Linked DNA regions of Hordeum vulgare: region 1 is linked to region 2. A link is a contact called in public Hi-C data. All regions are on one chromosome and are shown on one strand. Each heading gives the region's core, a stretch centred on a gene start, on an enhancer-like site or on the middle of the called end of the contact. The rest is flanking DNA. Distances are from core to core; before and after follow the strand shown. Region 1 holds the start of LOC123443251 (secretory carrier-associated membrane protein 3). Region 2 holds the start of LOC123443242 (sulfite reductase [ferredoxin], chloroplastic).

Region 1 (4,707 bases), core at 313-2,812, 160 kb before region 2:
CTGTAGAATATGAAGCATTTGGAAGATATTAGGAACGGAGAGCTCCAAAAATAGAAGCCTCTGAGCAACTTATAAATAGCATGATCTTCCTTTTGCCAACAACTAAACTGCTGCCGAACATCAATATTCTATGTAATGTATATGTATGGACTGTCAACATATCATAGCATACAATGAAAATCAGAGGAAAGAATCTAACAATACAAAAACATCCCAAAAAATGACGGGTGATGGGTGCAAGAATTGATGCATGCATGCGCAGTTACTTGATTATTAGAACTTGACACAGGTTCCGGACTAAGATACCCAGTAATCAGTAGATATGCACGACATAAATCTAAAATATTTTGGCATGTTGTTGAGGATGGCCTGCCAATGCATATACTTTCACGGGCATGTGCATGGGCACATTAAGAATGTGATCACGGTGGGGGGTGTTTAAGTAGATTACAATGAAATGTTGCTCCCTTATCTACATCAGTTCAATGACATCGACAACAAATAAACCTATCTGGTGGTACAGAAGAACTTGCGACATGTGGTTCAACCTTGGCTCCCACCTAGAGCCTAGAATGTAGAAACCTCGAACCCAAGATTTTTATCCATGAGCTATCCATACATTTTTTTTGTTTCACGAACATACCTATCCATACATTGCACATCACGTTAACATTTTTTGTTCCGAGATATGTAGCTTGTGGCACATTGGTAAATTTCTAGAAACCGATTGAATTACTGAGCACAAAAACAGCGGGTCTGAAAGTAGTGACGTCTTAAAATGAACCCAAGGGGGGCACAGAAAGTGGCTCATCCTCTAGCTGACAAACAGTACCAGCATTCCACCATATATAATGTCGAAGTCCCTAATGTTTAACATAGCATATGGTAGCAACCGAGCTCCAACAACCTCACACTAGCATTCAGTAGCTAATTAACAAGTAAACCAAGTGATATAAGAGGGTATCACAAATATCAAAGGCACCACATTGCTTTAATCTGCAACGGCGCCAAATCCCAACCAAGCTACATTTTAGTTCATGCTGGTTTCCAATCACCTACCACAAGCTACCAATACATCCACCGCGCGGCCCTAGTTCATCACACGAGCACAGATCCAGAACTAACCGACCGCTTCGAGAGCAATCAGCCGACACAGCCTACAAAGCGTAATCGCCGACTCGAAGCGCGCGAATCCGCATCTCCCCATCGCGTCCCCGTCCCACGCTCGGGGCCTCGGATCCAGGCAATGCCGACCCCGAATACGAGCACGGCCGACGCGGACCGGGCCAAGGGGAAAGAGAAAAAGGGTAGCCCGAGATCTACGCAAACGGGGGGGAAGCATCTGGAAAGCTCGCGCCGACGGGCAGGGCGAGGAACCGAGCACTCACGGCGAAGGGGTTGACGTCGTCGTCCTCGAAGCCGTTGCGGCCCGCCATGGGTCCGGCCTCCTTCTCCGACGGCGGCGGCAGGCGACGTGGTGGCAGCCAACTGCGTGCGGCGTGCTTCGCCTCCTCCCTCTCTACTCGCGTTGCTTTCTAGTAGTACGGGGTAAAAAGAGGGAGACGCGGTGGCTGCGCGCGAGGTAGTCCCTGGCAGGTGGGGCCCAGGAATGCGAGACGCCAACCTGGGCGTATGGTGCGGGTCTGTGTTGGTTGTTTGCGGTGCGGTGTGGTGTCCCTTTCGGCCCGCGAGCAAGCTGAGATCGAGGGTCACCCTTCGGCCTTTGCCTATCCTCTTGGGGTTTTTTTGCCGTGCATTCGGATCCCTGCGTTTCGAGTACAAACCGAGTAAGCTTTTAAACAAATGCAAACCGAGTAGATATTCTTCTTTTCTTCGACTAAAGGAGCTCAAAGCTCCCGATTTCATTGCCTAAAATTGATAAACAAACATTAGTATATTTTGTACAGCATTTTTCCCGCGCATACGCGAACATAACCATTATTCAATCACTGCTAACAAAAACCAAGGACATGAACTACCAACAGCACAGGATAACAAGACAATGGCCTTACAACATCAAGAGACATAGGGCATGTTTTGTTGGTGGCCTCGGCTTCATGTCTGGTACTTTTCGCTCATCTAAACAACATGTGTTTTGTTGGTTGCCTGGCCGGTTGAAATATTTAAATAATTTACTAGCATCATTGAAAAGTATTGAACGTATACCTAGCCATTCTTTGAGATGGGTCGGGCTTCGGGTCAAGCCTAAGCAAGCCCGACAAAAAAAAGCCAGGCCCGTATGTCGGACCTAGAAATCAGGCCCAGGCCCAACCCATCAGCATAAAAGCCCATCGGGCCTCTTCGTTGAATCATGAATATGGCGAAACCGGATCGGCCTTCGGGCTTAAAAATCTAGGCCAAGGCCCTGCCCATTGGCACCATCGGGTCGGGTCAGGTTTTTTTAGACCGTGTATCCATGGCCACGTATAATTGAACATCCATAAGCTCAACGATGCTAGAAAACAGTGCCCGGGCAGCTACCCAGGCGTCTTTTTTTTCAGCGTTTGGTACAGGCTAAGCAAACTGGGTGAATTAGATTTCAAGCTAAGCAAAATTTTAGGTAACCACGCAAGACTACCAATAGCTTTTCTAGGATAGCAAGCAAACACTCTCCAAACACATTTCACGGAGGCACCAGGTTAGGCACGATTTAGTATGGACACTATTCAAACACACCCATAAACCATCAACCACGCCAGATTCACTTCCGCATAGTGAGAAGTTGATAGATATTCGGTTCTCAAACTTGACGATTAGGTGTCTCATAACAACTGTATATACTTTCACAAGGTGATGTTCTCGTCGATTGCAAGGCTTCTATGGTAACTTCGCCAATCTTAAAACCCGTCAATTTTGTCTCCCGTTTATGTTTATAGGGGTAGTGTGTGTGCACGCGTGCGCTCATGGAGATGAATGTATGTACGTGTTTGTGAGCATGTGCGTCTATAATATTTTTCTCAACAAATAAATGGGATACAAGCCTTGTAAAAAGGTGAGGTAGGATCGAACCTAGAAGTCTAGACCAAGCCCAACGTCCCACTTTTTTATGTGACTCTGAAATTGTTGCAACCTGTGGGCGTGTTCTTGACCGTTGATCAGATGTCGATTAACACCTTCCTAGTGTTGTGTTGTTCGCACTTGTGAAGGCATCGGAATTGTGTGGTGTTCCTTGGTTTGCGACAATCACTCCCGCTTCTCCACGAGTGTTGCTGCGAGAAAGCTACTCTTTGACGTTGGTTGTTGCCCATGCTCGCGCTCACCAAAACATGAGCACGTAAAAAAAATGGCGGCTGACATCCCGACCCACCAATCGCCAACGATTTGGTGTCGAATCATGTGAAAATAACTAAGGTGGGTTATTTCTCGAGAGGTAGGGCAGATACGCATGCCAAAAAAGTTAGAGCCCTTCCAAACAGACAACCAAGTCTTGGTCAACACACATATGTTGACTAGACAGATGAAGGCTCGTACCCAAATAACCCCTTTTATTCTTGGTTGATTGCCCTTGCAACCTAGCTTGTGTTCTATCCACCTCTCCCTCTTTATCTCTATTCTTCTTCGCCCACAATGTTGTAAATACAATCTCTCTTTTTTCTTAAATGAAATACAATCTCTTTGATGAGCAATCATGTTGTCCCGTCAAAAAGAGATGAGTGTCTCAACCTACTTTTAATATTTCATTTAACATAGCATAATTGTCTCATGGTTTATTTACATTGTCATAAATAAGTATGTCCACCACGAAGACTATAACGCACCCTCTTATAAGCAACAATCTTGTGTTATCTCGGGAGAGGTAGCGCGGATACACAAAGTTTACAACGAGCCTTTTCTCTTCCTTGGATGATCAGGTGTGGTAGTTCCATCTATGTGAAAGGAAGATTTGTTGCATGAACTCTAATGACCATGGTCGATATTTTGAAGTTAGTTTGTCGGGGTGTTTTATGGTGTGTGTGTGGGGGGGGTGTTAAATGTTCAAGACACAATCAACGAAGAGTGCACAATGCACAAAATGTGTCGCGATATATCAAGAGACGTGTAATTATAAGTTGTACTTGGTTGTATATGATGGTGCACCTACCATTGGGGCGAGTCGGGGCGGTCTCGCAAGATTGTCAACAACGAAGCAGCGCCCCCCTTCCGTGTATATTCTTTCTCTTAACTTTTTCATCAACGAACAGTAGACAACAACATTGATAGATTCATGGTGACCACAATAATGTTGGCTTATTTTTGCACTGCCTTGTTGAAGAGATACATGAGTGCATGAGGGATAGTGAGATGCAGTTTGGGATGGATTGTTCGGCTTGCTTGTGGGGGATACACGAGGACAAGATTGTCTTTGTACTTAAGACTTAGAGAAACAAAAGAAAAAAAACAAATCAATCGATTCCCGACTCCCCAAACAGTCGAGTCCTAGCATGTTGCATCGTCCCACCCGCAACCTACTACTCCATTGCCCTTGTACACTGTTGTCAATCGTGCCTTCCTCCACCGCTCCTTGTAACGCACATGCGTTGCTGCTGTGAATTGTCCGATGACGCAGTGGCTGTGGCTCCGGAGGCTGCACTTTGTTGCATCAAGTGAGCATTTCAAGCCATCAGAATTCGTTTTAATAGTTATGACAGTTAAATTTCATATACTCCCTCCGTCTTAAAATAAGTGTCTCAACTTTATACTACCTCTAGCATAAAATTGTACTAAGCT
Region 2 (5,082 bases), core at 2,032-4,531:
CAAGCCAGATCTACGGTCACAATAAAGAAAAGCTCAATTGAGAAAAATAAAATATGCAAACAAAATCATGAATGTGAACAAAAAGGAAGTATCACTGTTTGCATAAATGATGTCAGAACTATTTCGGCATTATTTTACCTGATAACTGTTTGGGCCGTCACCAACAAAGCCAACCTCGGCCATGTATGGTCTGGCGCATCCATTAGGGCAGCCAGTTATCCTCACCACTACAGACTCCTCTTCCTTGATGCCAACCTATTAAGCAAGCAACATTAACCTAATTATTAAGTGACAAGACAGGTACAAACTATGCACTACATATTCTATCTCAAGTGTTAAAGTTGATTGATTTTCGACGGGACAACAAATGAATACCTTGTCGAAAACTGCTCTAATTCGTTTAAGAATCGGTAGGATCCCTCGTTCAGCTTCTGTTTGTGCGAGAGGGCACAGAGGTAAGGCAGGGCATGCCATGGAGGTTATGTTCAGGAGATCAACATCCTTTGGTTCCTACATATATGAATACCCAATTTTTAGTGAGGAGAAAAAGATCACCCTGTTGTGCTCCAGACAATATATATAGGAAAGCCTTGCAGTTTTTCATTTCTAAATTTAATAACCAGCCTTGCGTTCAATTTTTCAATGTGAGAAGAACGAATCAGTATATAGGGAAGAGTAACAATATGACCAACATTATCAATTGGAACAGCAGATGCAGCACGGATAATTTCAAGATAGAATAATTTACAGTGCCCTAATAATAATATCAACTTAATAAGTGTATACTCCACATCACAGGGTAGGGATATGAAATGGACGAAAGAAATCTTACCAACAGACCAGCTTGAGCAAGAGCTGCAGTTATTGGTTCTCTCCATGCCTGATCAACCCCACATAAGATAAGGTTTTGGTTTGGAGTAATGCTAACATCCAAGTTATACTTCTCAATTATCTCTCGCAGAGTTTCCTTTGCTTGCCCCCCAAGACGACCATTATCAACATGCACTCCATAGAATAATTTACCATCACCCTGCAATAAACAATATAGAGAAAAACAAATGAAAACCTAAATTTCATAAAATAACCAATTGATATATGAATGTTGTGAACGAACAAACATATGAGAGATATGCCAGGATTTATCAAATGCTCTTATGCAGACTACAGCAAGAGAACAAATAAATATGCAAGCCAAGTCAAAATTTGAAGCATCGAGGAAGTAAACTAAATTAAAAATGACAAACGGAAATTTTGTATGAAAATATCAGCAATCCTCCCTAAACAAGGTAAATAATTTCTTCCAAAATTTCTTTGCCACATCTTGACCAAGATAATTATGATGGGGAATTATACCTGCTCCTGCCACCCAAGGTAGCTGTTGAACTGCCATTCCGGTAATGGACGGAAATCTTCAAACTTCTTCCCATAATATTTTTCAGCTTCAGCCCGGAACTTGTCGATTCCCCAGCTGTCAAGCAGATACTTCAGTCTGCTATACCTGCGGTCATCTCTTCTTCCATTTTCCCTCTGTGTAACAACTATTGCCTTTATAGCATATAATATATCCTCCTTAGGAACATAACCAAGTGGATCAGCCAGCCGAGGGAATGTGGTTTCTATTCTGTGTGTCCTTCCCATGCCACCTCCAACCTGAAAAATTGGGATAGATAAAAAAAAAAGGTAAGCATTGCTAAATGCAGTACAAGATGGAGCAGAATTTTCTTTGGCACTTACATAGAGGTTAAAGCCAACAGGCTCCCCTGCACTATCTGAAACTACAACAACACCGATGTCATTCGTCAGAATATCAACAGAGTTATCACCAGCAACTGTGACCGCAATCTTGAACTTCCTGGGCAGATACTGGGTCCCGTAGATTGGCTCAGGAGAATCAGGGAAGTTTGTTCCATGTGAGTTATCATTCCGGGCTTTGGTGACCTCAGGTGGTTCTTCCGCTGACATTATCTTCTCTCCATCCACCCACAGGTCATAATAAGCCCCTGACTGTGGAGCGAGAAGTGCTGCAATATTCTCTGCTGTTTCTTGAGCAAAAAGAATATCTTTTCTCACGTATGGTGCGGCAGGTGCAAGCACATTCCTATTGAGATCTCCACAAGCACCTAAGGTTGATCCCATATTCTTAATCACAGTGCTGATGACATGCTTCAAGTTCTTCTTAAGAACGCCGTGCAGCTGAAATGTTTGCCTGGTTGTCAGACGGAGCGTTCCAATCCCAAACTCATCAGCCAGTGTATCCATAGCCAAGTAAAGCTGGTTCGGAACTTTTCCGGAAGGATTCTTTGTCCGGAGCATAAACGAGTAATTCTTCTGGCCACGGACTTCCCGGTCGCTCTGCTGATAGCTTCCATGGAACTTAATCAGCTGGACAGCAGTTTCGTTGACGTTGGGAGCCTCTGAGACCAGCTCCTCATTCAAAGGGTAGCGAAGAAAATTGCTCTTCTCCTTGATTATTTCGACCTTGCTTCGCTTAACTTGCGACGCATCCTTCTTCAGGGGCTGCAGGAACGGCAAAAGGTTTCAGAATTCAGAGCATCGGATAGCAGCAGTCGTGCATCATTGCATAGTGTTTTTTCCTATTCAGCGACTACCAGTATAATACTCTAAAAGCGATTTATCAATGAACATTTCAGGAGTAAGCAGCTAAGTAAGATAAGTGTGATCGTGTACTACTGTATTTAAAATGGATTCAGTTCCTATCAATGACAGAGGCAGTCAGTGAGTGTTGCCCTGGGCGATGGGGATTCCGAAATCAACGCTTGACTGATCTGGTTTCACACCAGTGGCTAGCCCTCACCGAAACATAGTACAGTACAAAGATGAATTAGTATAACGAAACCTAATCCCATCAATTTCATGAAACCGGGGTCGGTTAAACTGCCCTCAAAACCTGATGAATTCCATTCCCGACGGGCGAGGCCCGAAAAAACCTCCCCCGCGAAAACGAAGAAAACCCTAAACTCGAACGCGCCCGCCGCCCCGCCACACCAGAAAACTCACCGTGGAAACGGCGCGAATGCTGGCCGCCGAGGGCCCGCCGCCGCCAGCCGGTGTGGCCCCGGGCGGCGCCACCCTGACGGGGCGCCCGAGCATCCGGGACCTCGGGAGCTGCGCGGCGCCCCCGAAACCATGGAACTCGGCGCCGCCCACCGCCGCCGACATCGCCGCGGCAGGAACCGGCCGGAACGCAGGGATGGAGGGGGGGATGCGCGGCGAGAGGAGTGCGAGTGATGGATTTTTGCTGCTGCGGGCGCTTGGCTGGGTCGAGGGGCCGTGACGACGGGCCGCGGGGGCTTTATGGGGGGGGGGGGGGGGGGGGGGGCGGGCACGGCCGCCCTGGCCCACCCGGGATGAGCGCTCCCGTGCGCTCGGCGTACCGTAGACCACTAGACCAGACGGGCCAGGACAAAGTGCGCGCGCCTTGGCAGGTGGGTGCGGGTGCATGCGCGGGGCTCAGGCGGAACGAGGAGGTGGGCAGAGGGGATCGGCTGCGGCGAGCATCAGGCCTGACGACCGTGGCGGCCACGCGTCGAGCGGCAAGGGATGACAAGTGGGCTCCGTGGGTGCGGGGCCCGCCTGTCGGTGACAGGTGGGACGCCGAGCCGACGGGCTTGTTTGTTTATTGGGAGGGAGGCGAGCGCATGGGAGGCGGCCGAGATGCGTAGGTGCGACGGGTGGGGCGCTGGATTGACCCCGGTTCGTGTGGGTACGTTGAACCTGGACGTCTTTTTCGGTGGGAAAAAGCACGATTCCCCGCCCACCACTGCGGTGGAGGGCTCGTAGCAGCCGCACCGCACGATGTGAGGTCAGAGATGAGATCAGGGACCATCTTGTCTCTGCGGGGCAGAATCTTGCGGCCTGTGGCCCCGTGTGGCTGCCTGCCTCTGTTTCTAGCGCCGGCGACAGTGAGCGCCTCCTGGTCTCGGAAAAGGCCGCTCATGTTCATGTAGCCCTGCCCGTTTCTTGCCGCCAGCCGGTTCGCGAAACACTCCGCATCAACACTTAAGTTTTCGAACAGGAAATTAACAGTTACTCCCTCCATTCCATAATACAGTATAAAAACATTTCTAACAGTAGTGCATAGGATGTTCATTTAGTGCTAAAAGTGCAAAATACCCCCCTCCGTTCCAAAAAATTTGTCTTAGATTTGTTTAGATATGAATGTATATCTAGTCAAGTTTTAGTATTTAGATACATTCATTTCTAAACAAAGTTAAGACAAGAAATTTAGAACGGAGGGAGTACGTCATTACAGTCTCACCGCTTGTCTATATGTGCATATACGATCACTTTTTCGTATCCAGCCATATTTCGAACTCACGTGGCTTGTTAGTATGAATGTGGCCCATATATCAGTGATCGTAAATAGTGAGCGACGGGTAAGCAAAACATTATCTTTTTTCTTTTGGAAAACACTCTTAACTTTTATTTACTTACGCACCTGTCAGCATATGGTGCTCGCAAAAAACTAGAATAGAAAATAGCGTCAAGGGGATTCGATCGACGTCCTCCATTCCATGAACTAACTAAACTATCCACTCGACCAGAAATAATTAGATACTCCCTCCGTCCGCAATTACTTGTCGCGGAAATGAATAAAAATGGATGTACTTAAAACTAAAATACATCTAGATGCATCCATTTCTCCGACAAGAAATTCGGGACGGAGGGAGTACAAGACAAAAAACACCATTTTTCTTTAATACAATGTACAATCAGCCCAACAAACTAATAAACAAGAACTAAAAACTTGTCATGTTATTCCTTGCAGGAATAAACTGATGTAAGGAAACAACTTATATTGTGTTGTTTGTGACACTAAAAAAATAATGTCTTACAAAAAATACACAAAGTTTTTAAAAATGCTTAAAAATTGTAAAAAATATTTTTTGTAATTGGAATAACATAGGTTGCATTTTATAGATGTCCATGTATACAAAACAATATTCATGCTCGGAGTAAAAATGGTCGTTTGTATGTTGTTATTTTTTCGGGCGGTTTGTATGCTTTCATTTATCTTGTTCTATTTAAGAAAACTACACGGGGAATAGATATTCTCCATGA

Evidence for each region. A called contact is a pair of places that touch in the nucleus more often than the background predicts.
Region 1: a contact with region 2 is called in a Hi-C map of leaf, with 2.7 times the contacts expected there. The contact joins the promoter of LOC123443251 here to the promoter of LOC123443242 in region 2. A contact is called at or near these places in 2 of 6 Hi-C or Micro-C datasets (leaf and seedling) and 1 of 1 datasets of contacts at active chromatin or transcription factors (embryo).

The regions. Positions count from the first base shown.
Region 1 is chr1H:437,716,790-437,721,496 of MorexV3_pseudomolecules_assembly, reverse strand. LOC123443251 (secretory carrier-associated membrane protein 3) reads right to left here and starts at 1,562. Exons shown (of 12, transcript XM_045119573.1): 1 at 1,389-1,562. The coding sequence starts at 1,436.
Region 2 is chr1H:437,559,024-437,564,105 of MorexV3_pseudomolecules_assembly, reverse strand. It overlaps LOC123443242 (sulfite reductase [ferredoxin], chloroplastic), which reads right to left and starts at 3,281. Exons shown (of 8, transcript XM_045119562.1): 1 at 3,019-3,281; 2 at 1,735-2,517; 3 at 1,354-1,650; 4 at 833-1,030; 5 at 376-510; 6 at 139-255; 7 at 1-10. The coding sequence starts at 3,180.